Regions from separate parts of the Lactuca sativa genome. Here region 2 is linked to region 1. A link is a contact called in public Hi-C data. All regions are on one chromosome and are shown on one strand. Each heading gives the region's core, a stretch centred on a gene start, on an enhancer-like site or on the middle of the called end of the contact. The rest is flanking DNA. Distances are from core to core; before and after follow the strand shown.

Region 1 (6,759 bases), core at 822-3,321:
TAGCTGAGCTAACATTTTTTAGCTATTGTTGTAGGTGATGATGAATATGGAGAAAAAACTATCTCAAAAACAGCAAAGTACTATCGATTCTGAGATGCAAAATGGATTAAATATATTTTCTTATCGGGGATACCCCGTTACTTGTCGGGGATACTCTCTTATTTTGATCTTGGCTCCTCCACTGACTTATAAGCTATTAGAAATTTATATAATGACATAAAAGGACATTTAAAAAGCTATATTTTCTTAATTAATTAATGGGTATATCTGGAAAATTAAAAAAAAAACTTTTAAAAAACTAATCTAAGTAGCTTTTTAAAACACTAGTTTATAAGCTAATTTTTTGGCTTGCCAAACATGACAACTTAAAAAAGATCGAAAAAATAAACCACCTTATCAGCTAGTTGTGGCGCGCAAAACATAGCCTTAATCATTAACACTGATTATTATTATTATTATTATTAGGTTTTTTTTTTTTTTTTTTTTTTTTTTTTTTTTTTTTTTTTTGTGTGTGTGTGTTGTTAAAATGACAATTGTTATGTAACATTTCAATTGAAACCGTGATTGTGGTGAATAGACGACTAAAATGAGAAGATGAAATGATAAAGCCATCTAACTAGATACTAATATAAATTGTAAAAGATTTAGATGAAATGATAAAAATATTAAAAATATGGACCTAATGTGGACAAAATTAAAACCTTATTACCCGTCACCATGTTGGTGCAATATTTATAAAAAAGACCTTAGAGACCTAATATGTATAAAATTAAAAGCTTATTATCTTTTTTAAACGGTTATATAACAACCATGTTGATGTAATATGTATAAAAAAACCTTAAAAACCTAATATGAACAAAATTAAAACCTTATCACCTCCTAAGTTATTAACCCTTTTCATTTTAGTTTGAAGAATGATATACTATTAAATGTTTTTTATATTTATATTTATTAGACGTTAGATGCTTGAGCACCCACATTAATGTATTTTTATTTAGTCTAAAATATATACTATCTTTATATTTTATTTTTAGTAGTTTACATTTCTTCTGCAATTTTTAGAGTTTCTTGATCCAATATTCAGATTAAGATTTATGCCGGGGAATTTCAATATTTTCGATAAATACACCGTTACTTTTAAAGAAAATGATCATAATAGCCAATTTTTTCAAGGTCCTTTTCCTAAAAAATAGCCAAAAATTCGAAAAATGACTAAAAAGCCATGATTTGCATAGTTGACCTTGAAATTTTCGCATATGGTAACTAGCGAAAATCTCATTTTTTGTGTTAACTTCAAACATTTAGAACTCTTTTTTGTGAACTCTGGTTAAGCTGATTATTCTTCATCGTGTTATTTGTAACAAGGGAAATCTATGGACATATTGAACTCTAAAATTTGATGATGGGACGTCATAATCTTTTAGCTCCAAAGTAGGCTATTCGGTGTAAAATATAAAAAAACTCAACTCGATCTTTCATAACTTTTAAATACGAACTTCGTTTTAATTAAAAAAAATTAATTGTGTTTTTTTCATAACAAGGTTTATCCATTGACATATTACGCTCATAATTTGAATGTCAGGAAGTCATATATTTTTTGTTTCAAAATAGGTTATTCGGTGAAAATTATGAAAAAAAAAATAAAATTTTCATACAAACTTTATAACAATCATTAGACTCTTATGGTTCTCACAATTATAAGGTGACGTGCAAAAATCTAAAAAAAAGAAGAAGAAGAAGAATCGCATATCAGCTAGATTTTCGCAAATGATAAATTGTTAAAAATGTGATTATTATGATTTTTTTTAGTTATTTTATGGAAAAAAACAAAATTATGGTTATTTTCTATTAATTAATTTTATAGTCTCGTAACATTTAATTGTATGTTTTTGTGGAAGACAATTTATATAACCAAAGCATATTTTAGGAAATCTTCACAATCAAAGATACTTTTTCTAGATCTTTATCATTTATTTCGTTTGACTGATGATTAATGACGAAGAAACTCAATTTATTAGTTGGGGAGGGTGAACCGTAGTTTTAGAAAGAACCAAGGACAAAACCGTCAAGATATTACAATGGAGCATGACGTGGTGATTAGTGAATACGAGCATAATCGCTGTATATATACAGCGATAAGCCTCATTCCTTCATCGATAGGCCACTCGATTGCGCGATTCTTTGCTTCGATTGTGTGCATCACTGATGATCAAAATTTTGTTTTTCCAATAGTAATAGTTCGCCAAAGTTTGGATTGACGAGACTCGTTTGATCTGTATATTTTGATTTTCCGCCAGGTATCCGAAACCCTACCTTTTTGTATTACATATGTATGTCTGTTTATGTTGTGGTTGAGATTCGAATGGTTTTGGTATTAGATCGATTCAGTTGGTAGATCTGAAACGAAATAAAATGGAAGTTATTTGCTTCGAGAAACTGATGCTTGTCCGGTTCGAAGTGCTGGAATGAACAATGAACGAGTTTGGGACTGGTAATGGTTCTGCTTGAAGAAATATCAGTGCTTTGGTTTTTATCTGTTTCAATTCCGTGTGCCTGAGACTTCATTGAGTGCCTTCGTTAAGATTTTGTTTTACTATATATCTGTTAATTTCGACGAGTTCATGACATAGACGTTACACCGAAGCTTTGCCGGATCTTCAATTACGTTCTCAGGGAGCCAAGTTGTGAAATTATATCTTCTTGCTCAACTGGGATGTTCATTTACTCGTCTATCTTTACTAATGATGTAGCACGATCTAGGTTCAGTAATTGTGGTATTTAATATCCTTAGATATTAGTTCAAAGGATTAAACCAAGTGGAAACAGTTACAGATTTACAGGGCAAAACAGCGTGCGGTGTTCTCCCTCTTGAGTATTTTATTCTTAGGGTTTTTTATTTCTTCTCAAGTGTTACTATTCTATTCTGCCCTGTATTGAATGCACTTTTTGACACTGTAATCCTTTTCCATGAATTGGGTTTAGAACAATTGGTTATGTATAGAAGTTCCATGTTTTTCATGTTGAAGGATATGCCTGCCTAATCAGCTTCTGTATACTCGATATATCTTCCCATTGGAACAATAAGATCCCACATCTAATAGTGTGGGACTTTGAAATTACCTAATATGAACCATTATAGCATTTTTTTGATGTTATGCCACATTTTGAAGGATGTTCTTTTCTTCTGGACTGCAGACTGGGCTACTTACTTGTGACTTGACTTGGAAAAAGGTCTCAAAGGGTTATAGGACTTCATAAAGGAGGCCGTGGAACTCAGATATATTTCATATAGCTGGTGGAGAACTACTACTCACCATGTCTTCAAAAGGGTTGGAAATGCCTGTTTCCGGATCTGACAAGGTGAATCTCACCTAATCCAGTTAGTTCAGATGATGTCTTGTTAATATTGATGCTTTTAGCTAAAAAACTTTACTTTCCAAAATTTCATAGTTTTCCTGTTTCCTTGAACTGCAGTTGGAAGTCCCTGTTCTTGGATGTCGCTTCAGTGAGAAGGCTGAACATTTACCAATTAAGAAAAGGAGATTTGTATTTAAAACTTCATCTCCACCTCATAACAACACTGCATCCTCAGATATGCCTGAAAGTGCTGCAGCATGTCTTGATTCTTCAAATCAGCAGATCCAACCAAAACCAGCTGCAAGCTGCCCATCTGCTGAATCTTTGACAGTGGCTTCCCTGTGTCAAAATGGTAGTATTGATAATAAAGTGCATGGAGAAAAGTTTCCAAAATCTGGTGATGATATTTGTGGCATTTCTTTAGGCTCATATGGGACAAAGAGTCTTGAAGCTCGTGCCACTATAAAACTTGAACCAAACAGTGTGAACTTGCCTAATATTTCTGTTAAAGAAACTGGATTACATACATCAACAGTTCCATTTAAAGATGGTGATTGTTCTTCTCCAGACAAGGCTAGAGTGGATAATTCCACCCCAGACAATCAAGTAATAAGTCAGGGGCAGAAGTCTGCTGTTTGTGATGAGAGATTAAACTGGGACTTGAATACTGTAATGGCATGGGAAGAATCACCAGAATGTGACCACAACATACAAACAACATTCCCTGAGGGAAACAACACCTGTAAGGAAGGAAATTCTAAAGTTTGTAAGCAAGAACAGGTATCTGGAAGTGCATCTGAAAACTTAGTCAATAAAAGTTTAACTAACTTGAGAAGTTTACCTCATACAATTCATGAAAAAGAATCAGAAGAACGCAAACCAAACAGTAAAAATATCAACAAACTGTTGTTTACTAGTGTTATTCCCAGGGCTTCTCCTCATGCTACAGTCAACAATATAAAATCCTTGCACGCTCAAAATCTTGATATTTCCAATAATGCTGTTCCTAGTATTGTCAAAGTGGAGCATCCAACATGTGACATTTCCAAAAACCACGTGAATGTGAATCACAAGAATGGTAATGATTTGGTATTTCCTATGACTGCTAACACAGGCTTTTCATTGGACTATTCTCTACCCCTGGGTTTTAATCCTTCCATAAACTCACGTCCCTTGGAAGAAGAAGAAGAAGAAAACGTTGTTTCAGGGAGTAATGTGAATCATGCTATTACTACTCCACTACAAACAACCGAGAATGAGAATCTTAATTTATCACTTGTCACTGTGGCCTCTCTAGAAAATGAAGTTCATCAAAGTGGAACTAGTTTTGAAGAAGATGATAAAACTAAGGTCAAAAGATTAATTACTAGCAATTGTATGACCATGGAGAATTTGATTGACAAAGGGAGTCCAAGGACTCCCCAAGATGCTTACAAAGCAATAAACCAGTCTGCCATTGGTTCACTTCTTGCCATACAATCATCAGTGTTACCAGAAGATCAACCTTGTTCTGATGCTCTTCAAGTCAAACCTGAAAAGTCAGCATCAACTCCACCATCTGTAAGCTATAATAAGAAAGAGGCATGCCAGGTGGGTGTGGACAATGGTATTGAGAATTTTCCTAGTGACATTCAAGGAAGTGAGGTTGATAATGTAGAGGAGTTGTCAGTTGGATATGATTCTCAATTTGAAGATGGAGAGGTGAGGGGGGAATCAAGCATACAGACATGGGAAGGATCCGGATCGGAGGGTGACACCGACAATAGAGAAAACGAAAACGAACATGAACACAATTCCCAATGTGTAGCACCAGAAAGCTCTTCAAGAATAAGATCCAACACTGATATGGCCTCCTCTCAAAAGGGAACCGATGAAATTTCCATTTCCAGTGTAGTTTTGGCAGAACAAGTATCTAATTCTCCTGAACCAAACGAGACAAATACAAGACAAGTTGGCATGAAGGATGAAAGTGAATCAGATCAATGGAAGATGAATGTATCAGGATCTGAGGATTACAATGGTGCCAAGATGAAAGACTTGCCAAGTATAAAGTTGTATAATAAAAGAGAAACATCAACACGTGATGCCTTTATTAACAGAGGTAGTAGATTCCGGATGCAAGGCCACTACAGGTACTACTATTACTACAATTCATTTCAAGAACCAAAGTTATATAATAGTATCTTTTTTTTTTTTTTTAATATTTTTCTTCCGTTCAATGCGCACAGTTCAAACAATGGAGGTGATGATTCGGCTTCAAGATGTAGAGAAGCAGGGTTAGTAAGATCATCATCCTTTAGACGAGGTAATAACAGAAAATACTCTCCGCATGTCCGTGCTGGTAACCGTGGAGGTGCAACATGGAATCGTTCCCCAGGAAGAGACAACCGGGAACCGCCTTTGCCTTTCTTCCGCGATGTCGACACTTTAACAACAAACGAAGTTTGTCAAAACGATGATGTCATCATCCGACCCGGTGCTCCGTATCGTCAATCTTTCAGAACCAGATTAGTAGGAAACCGAGAGGAAGATGATTTCCGTGCGCGTTTGGGATTACGTCCAGCTGGCGACACACGCTTCGTGGGCCGGGGAAGATCTTTGAGATATAATCCGAGGGGCGGGGGCCCCGGGGTACGTTACAGTGGACCTGCAAACGACGGATACAATGAACCGTTGGAATATTCACATAGTTTTAAACGGCGGTGCTATTCTCCAACAGAAAGGAGAGAGAATCTGAATCAGAATCAGAATCAGAATCATCCGTGTGTGCATCACCATTCTGATTCTACATCTCCTCCAAGATCATGTACTCGTAGTAGATCGCCTAGAATTCGAAGGCCGAGATCACCCGATTTCCGTTTTGAAGGAGTAGATGGAGGATATAATAATAATAATAATAATAATAATAATAATAATAACAACAACTTGCCTCCGGATACCAGATGGGTGAAATACAAACAGCGAACTACTGTTTTTAACAGATCACCTCCTCCACCAATTGGGGAGAGGTTAAGTTTTTATGATTCTTCAAGAAAAACAAAACAGAATGAGAATTACAGATCTGGGCATCCTGGAAGATTTTCTGATGTGATGGATCATCATCATGGGTATAGGCGGGGTGGGTTTGTTAAACGGAATGAAATGGGTAGTAGGCCTTTGAAACATAATAATGAGTATGATGAGGAAGATGGTTATGGTCCAGTGGAAGGTATGGACTTCCATGGGAGAGGAAACCCTAAACCTTATACTAATGGAACTGACACTAGGTTTCGTGACCTTCCAAGACGGGCTAGAGAAGAGAGAGAGAATTGGTGAGAGGTACAGGTACCCAAAAATCACAGGTCACCGCCAATCATCACCCAAGAGAGAGACAGAGAGATGGGGGGTTAAAGAGAATGATGA
Region 2 (7,493 bases), core at 4,192-6,691, 160 kb after region 1:
CTATTAGCCTAATATTCTGTTGGATTAGTGTCTAAGGCTGTAACTATATTTGGTAAGTACTTGACACGGTCGTGCATGGTCCTTTTGGGTTGCCTTCACCATAGCAACTTGACAAGATGATTTATATAGAGATAAGAGATATTATTATTATTAATGTATTATAAGAATAATATGTTAAAGGAATAATAATATTATTTGATTGATATAAGTCATAAATTAATTAGGAATTAATTTGGTGACTTAAAGAGATTAATTGAATAAAGGGGCATAAACTGTCAAATGTGTGATAGTTGTGTTTAGGGCTATGAATCCTTATGGATATGGGAAGGGACGATTTTAAGGATATGGATATCTTAAAAATCATCCAAGGCCTTATCTAGAAGGATCTTTGGATTGCTTTGAGGCTAAGTTATCTAATTAGGGTTTAAGGTGAAACCCTAGGAGCTCATAGTATAAATAGACCCTTAGGGTTGGAGAAATCGGCCAATCTATCTTTGAGGAAACCCTAGAGCCGATTTCTCACCTCTCTCCTTCTCTCAAATCATCTTCTTGCTAGTTGGTGTTTGTAAGCCATTAGAGGAGTGACAATTGTGACTCTAAGCTCCAAGAAGAAGAAGTATCAAGCAAGTAATCCAATGTGTTGTTCTAGATTCCAATTCATATGATTAGATTCAATTGGTTACATTAGATTTAGTATTGTAAGTCTTGGATTCAATGCATGTTCAATTAGAGAAACCTAGATCCAAGCAATTAGGGTTTGCATGTGCACATAGGAAAATTCTTATGGCTCAAACCCATCATATTCAACTATCATACAATTAACAGTTCTAGTCCCTTAAGTTTAACTAATGTCTTTTAGCCACAAATTAATTCTTAATTAATTATTGACTAATATTAATTAAACAATATGATTTCTCCTTTAATATATTATTCTCATAATATATTAATAAATCATAATTAATCCTCTATCTCTCTCTCTCTCCATAATTCATCCTATCAAGTTGCATTGGTGAAGGCAACCAAAAAGGATCATGCACCATCGGGTCAAGCACATACCAAAATAGTTATGGACTTAGACACTAATCCAACAGTCTCCCACGTGGATAAGTCTAATAACTATTCTGCGTATGACTTCAAATCCGGATCCGCAATCGTAGCTTTCAAAAGTCGCTGTCAACTCTGATCTTATCGGATACGCGTCCTTTAGATAAGGGATCATATATTCTTCTATTCTAGATATCGTATAGACTGAGACATGGATTTAAATCATTCTCTCTGTCTATGTGATGTTTCCCAATTTCCGATTTACGACGACTGACAACAGACTACAATTGAACACATCAAATTAGTCCCGGCTTGGCCAAGCGCTTAAGGTATCATCACTAAATCATCGAGGGGCCCACATATATCTCTTTTATCCTACTTTAGGTAAAAGGAACAAATAAACTTCGACTCAATGCTCGCTTGCACTCACTCACCGAATCACACACAACAATATGTTTTATAACACCAAGTTACTGGTGCGTTTACATATTATCAATGTGTAACCGACTCGCAAGATACAACTCACACATCTCGGTTTCAAGAATATAAGATATTATCATCTCACCAATCACTCGTGATAAAATCCATGAAGTGATCCAAGTGAGCGTGGGTTTAATCCCATACTCTAATCTTATAGCAGCACTCATGAACCCTGCAGCAAACTTTTGCTATATCTAAAACACTTTAGACAGTCTACAGTCAGATTCATGACAGTCTTCTTTCATTCCTACTTCCAAAAAATGAGCGACTGTGGAGAGTTTGAATAATCTTATTATTCGGGAAGTCAAAACATGCAAAGTGAAACACAAGAATACTAATCTCATATGGCCCCAATCTTTGGGTATAAATAAAACATTTTATTTAATCACCATATCGATTATTCATTATTTGTTGTTTCGGGTAATCAACTTCTTACTTGAATTATAACAACAATTGTCCCATGCTCTTAGCATGCACACTATGTTTACCTATGATCCTTACTTTGTGAAATAGTATAATTGAATAACATTTTCAATCACACTCATTTCACAATTCCTAATCCATTAGTGGAAGAATACAAAATTCTCCCCACCACTAGAATATGTTAGATTCTAACTTTTTATGCAACAGTCCTTTCGTAATGTCATGGCACAAAAGTCACCAAGACTCGGCCAATGAAATTACAAAATACTTTATTGGAGATTGTAACAAGACAATTCTATAGTCATGGAGTCTCGTATTCAAAGTACATTCCTTTGAACATCCTTCTTGCATAAAAACAATCGTGGATACCATCTAATTCCCATGTTGTGGAATTTCCCAATCCTTTCCGCAGTTCCCTTGACAAGACACTTAATTCATTAAGCACTTAATCTATACATATCAAGGCTAATATCTTCGGATCTAATTCTTTTTAGTGAATTAATGGATAAAGTCTCCAACATTACCATTCCAAGGGCTAAAATTCATCCTAATCTGCAACCCTAACTTGATTAAGTCCATTTAAGTTGATAGTCTTTTGCATGGTTGCAAAAGAAACCAATCACACTCGTTTTTATTCTTTCTAAAGTAGGGAAACATGCATATTTTCTGTCCAAAGTTTTGGAGTTGTTCAAAATCCAGGAACATAAGGTCAAAATGACAAAAAATGACCAAAAACCAAGATAGATCTTATATCTATGCATAAAACCAAATAAAACAGTAAACTTTGTCACTTACAATGCAGAAGGAGAGACTAAAAGGTGGAAACTTCTCTATAGCCAACTTCTCCAAGATTTACAAGCTCTCTTTCGTCTTCAAAAACTCCTTTAAAGCTTCAAAAAGCAAGATGAGGGCTATGGTTTCGTCTTGGAAGAAGGAAGCTAAAGTTTTACAGAAACCATAGGGGTTAGTATTGTTTAAATAGGGCACAAAGCCCAAGTCCTGGGGTTTTGGGGCTATGGCGGCCACTGCGCCGCAAACACCAATAGACCGCACCGTGTCCCAACCAAAACTCTAAATCCAAAACCTAGACAAACTAACACATTTTAATTATATTTTCCTGTAAGTAATTTCCAATTTGTTTTGTATTACTGCGTTAGACTAGTTGGTGTGTGTAACTAGTTATCACACCCAAAAGTTGCCACCTCACATGCCATGTCAATATGTTGCTATAACACCAAATGAAGGAAATGGGCAACTAGTTATAACACTCCATGTCATCATTTTTTTTTCGATTTAATTTTTTATATTTATAAACACAAAATTAATTAAAACATGTTATTTAAATAAAACCTAATTTTTTAATTAAACATAACATTTAAAAATCTAAAAAAACATTACAACAAAAAACAACATTTAAAAACAAAATAAAATTATACATTTTGCCCCTAATTTATTCATTTTCATTTCCATTGTACATAAAATCAACCAGATATACTCGAAGTTGCTTGTGTTTTCGTGCGTATTGAAGAGCTACGAGCCTATGTAAATATTTCGCTGTACCGGGTTGAACTTGCATGCGCATAGGCTCTGAAGCCGAATACTTCACAATATTTCGTCTTTTATCTTCAACCACCATGTTATGCATTATGATACATGTATACATAATATCTTGTAGAACGTCTAACCTATATGGTAGTACTGCATGTTCAACTATGTGTCATTTCGACTTTAGAACTCCAAAAACATGTTCCAAATCCTTACGTGCTCCTTTTTGTTTTCTCTTGAAAAAATTGTCTCTTGGTTCCACTGGGTGTCAAAACGCCTTCACAAATGTAGAATATGCTGGATATATTCCATCCGTAGGGTAATACCCAAACTTATATTCATTTCCATTCACTGTGAAATGAGCATTTGATGGCTTTCCTAACAAAATATCGTCAAATATTGGTGACTGATCAAGAATGTTAACGTCGTTGTTCGAACCCGCAACCCCGAAAAAAGCATGTCAAATCCATAAATCTTATGAATCAACAATCTCTAATACCAACGAAGGCGCTCCATGATGACCTCCTGTGTACTGACCTGTCCACGCCACATGACAATTTCTCCATTTTTAGTGTGTACAATCAATGCTTCCAAGCATACCCGAAAAATCGTGTCTTTCTTCATGCGCCACATATAGTTGTTGTATATCATTCAACGGATGTTTGCACAAATAAACGTCACCGAAGGTTTCGACAACACCTATCGCCAATCTATACAAACTTTCTCTTACAGTTCTCTAAGACATTCTCATATAATCGTCAATCGAATTAGACGACTCTCGCATTGCCATAAGCTTAATTACGGCAACACATTTTTGCAACCATGTGAATTCTCGCTTACCTCTAGCATCATATCTCATTTGGAAAAATTCATACATAAATTTATATTTAATATTTAAAAGTTATATTCGAAAGAAATAATGTATTTAAATTATGTAAAAGCTATATTTGAAAGAAACAATGTATTTAAATTATGTAAAAGCTATATTTGAAAAAAAAAAAAAAACAATACATGCTTTCCAACGCGTTGGTTATCCGAACAGAAATATTTTTCCGCAAACGAAACCTTCTTTTGAAATCGTGTAGATGGTAGACACAATCATCCAAAATAATCGTGAACTAGACGTATGTGCCTTTCTTTGTGATCCCTGTTTAACGTCCATACATCTGATTAATAAAGAGGTTGAATTTGGTTGTAGTAGCACATTCGTGTAATATCCGTACATCATAAAGACGAACATATCATCGTTATCACTATCATCGAACGAATTCATTTTTTTTAACAGATTCATTTTTTTAATGTATTGAAAGTATATGGAATAGAAAGAAAAGTGGTGATTAAATTTATAAACGATTTTACAAATTTATAGGTAATTTTTTTTCTTTTTAAAATGTTAATGTTTTTCAACTGTCAAAATGGAGAAAAAAATGGTGCGTTCTTGATCGTTACAACGCCAACAAAGGGCCACATGACGGGAGAGGGGAGGGGGGGGGTCCCAGTGGTCACGCCGTTTTTCATTGCTACCTCACAAAAACGAAGCTGGACGTTGCCCAACTGAATTGTTTATAGTTTTTGGTTTCAAACAAGTTTGAAGAAACTTCTTTTGTTTAAAAAATATGATTGTTCAAATGTTTGTTTATCTTCTGATTTACTCCCCTCACCATCCACTTATGTAATGCTTTGCTTCTTGAGATAAATGTATGTTGTTTTACCATATTCCTTTATCTGTCTCCAAACATTATATAAATATACAAGACGAAAGCATTAACCACCACGAAACTTACACACGCAAATATATATATATATATATATATATATATATATATATATATATATATATATATATATATATATATATATATATATATATATATATAACGAACGCCAAATAATTTCTTCCACCTGCCACGAAACACGAAATATCCCTAGTTTAACTTAAAAAAATAATAACAATAAAATACCTTGGTAACTTTGCATTTGAAAAACCAAATAATGTTTGTACCAAAAAACGGGCCTGCACGTGTGAAAAAGGCCCGGGTCGTGGATCGAAAGAGCAACATGATTATGTGTTCCGACCCTTTGACCCATCTCCTGGTCTCTCTCTACACGATCTAATCAAGTTCCAACTCTCTCAGGTGCGTTTTAATATATATCGATAATTAGGGCTTTTTCTAGTTCTTGAATCATCCTATTTTTTGCTGATTGTATCAAATATTACGTAAACGTATACTGCAGAGGTAATACGATCATATCAATCGATTTTCAGTTTTATTGCGTTGCGTGTCGAGCTTATTTAGTCTGCATTGAGTGATTGATTGATCTGTACGAAATCTGAAGATTCGGGAGGAATTTTGATACTTTATTCTCTGATTAACTTTGAACAGTTCTTCTTTAATCGGGTGTTTTACTATTTTGTGATGGATTTTGCAGATTCTAAGTAGTTTTTCTTTGTTATTGATCAATTCTCGAACTGCTCCAGTTCTAATGAAAAAGATGGATTTAAAGGTAATTGTATGAGATTACAGTGCTCTAGTTCTTGTTTGCTCTATTTTGAATGTTTTCATGCCTGACAATGAGCTTATACGTATACAGGGAGTTGTTGGGCTTGTGTTTGGAAACGAGAATTCAAGTTCCAATGAAGATAGGTTGGTTTTCTTTTTCCAGTTGTTGGTTTAAGCCAGCAGATTATTTACCTTCTTATGCACTTCAGATATATTGGTTTCTAGTTCATCGCTCAACCTGGGGTGGATGGGATTGCTTATTTTCTCTGTTTTACCAAAAACAATGGTGCCAATTCTTGGTTTTTATTTGATCATTTTTAAGTGGTGGTGTGATCCTGCAATTGCAGATCATATATTGTTACTCTATTGCTAGTTCCTATATTTTGTTATACCTTCAGCAATCTATCTATTGTATAATTCATGGACGCATTAACTACTTTTTTCTCACTGACAATGGGCAGTATTCTGATAATGGCTAGCATAATTGCTTATCCTTTTCTCTTGAATTTAAACAAATCAAACCATATCCTGTTAATGAAGCACTACATACATGCATTTCTTGATAACACAGACCTGTTATATCATAGAGCAGCTGATTAAATTACTATCTAATTAGTTGTGGATACCTTTTTATCTCCTTCATGGCTAATGTACTTCATGGATGGATGTTCATTTGTAGCTATGTTGAACGCTTGCTCGATTGTATAAGTAATGGTCAGCTGGCTGATGATAGAAGAAATGCTATGGCAGAGCTTCAATCTGTTGTTGCAGAAAGTCATGCTGCCCAGCTGGCTTTTGGAGAAATGGGTGAGTATATGTTGGTCTTATACTGGTATCTAAGGCTTTATTTGTCCATAACACAATCCATTCTTGTCTGTTGCAGGCTTTCCTGTACTATTGGGTGTCTTAAAGGAACGTGATGATGTTGAAATGGTTTGAAGGCTTCTCCAACAGCTTTTCTTTTTTGGTGGATATCTAGCAGTTATATGCTACACTCTTATAGAATATGATATCTTTTGTCCTGTTTCATATTGGAGTACAAATTATTTCCAAATAATAGCATTGTAGTCCCTAATGAGTTAGTTGAGTAGCCACTTATTGAGATTATGCTGTTTTTCATTTGATATATGCATCTAAGAATTAGTCGATAACAAATAGAAACTGCAAGTAGGCAAGTGTCTAGGAAACACATAGTCTTGGAACTGTGGGTGTGTGTGGCACGTGTCATCTCCTCTTTATGTTTTCTTTTAAATCATATTTATGGTGTAACCACTTTCAATTAATAAAGCTATATATTGATTTATTGTCAAAGGTTCGGGGGGCTCTAGAAACTCTTGTGAGTGCCTTAACACCGATTGCTCATGCAAAACTGCGTGCAAATGAGGTTCAACCAGCTTTGATGAACACTGATCTTCTATCAAGAGATGGACAAAGCATTTCTCTTCTTTTAAGCTTGCTTGTAAGGCTTCTAATCTTGATCATATTCACCTCAGACAATGA

What was found. A called contact is a pair of places that touch in the nucleus more often than the background predicts.
Region 2: a contact with region 1 is called in a Hi-C map of leaf, with 6 times the contacts expected there. The contact joins the promoter of LOC111886531 here to the promoter of LOC111886469 in region 1. A contact is called at or near these places in 3 of 4 Hi-C or Micro-C datasets (bud, leaf and seed).

What each region holds. Positions count from the first base shown.
Region 1 is chr3:12,029,410-12,036,168 of Lsat_Salinas_v11, forward strand. It overlaps LOC111886469, which reads left to right and starts at 2,072. Exons shown (of 4, transcript XM_023882711.3): 1 at 2,072-2,297; 2 at 3,196-3,360; 3 at 3,475-5,489; 4 at 5,586-6,759. The coding sequence starts at 3,316. The coding sequence ends at 6,672.
Region 2 is chr3:12,186,411-12,193,903 of Lsat_Salinas_v11, forward strand. It overlaps LOC111886531 (golgin candidate 6), which reads left to right and starts at 5,442. Exons shown (of 19, transcript XM_023882789.3): 1 at 5,442-5,627; 2 at 5,923-5,997; 3 at 6,085-6,137; 4 at 6,673-6,800; 5 at 6,877-6,926; 6 at 7,306-7,452. The coding sequence starts at 5,977.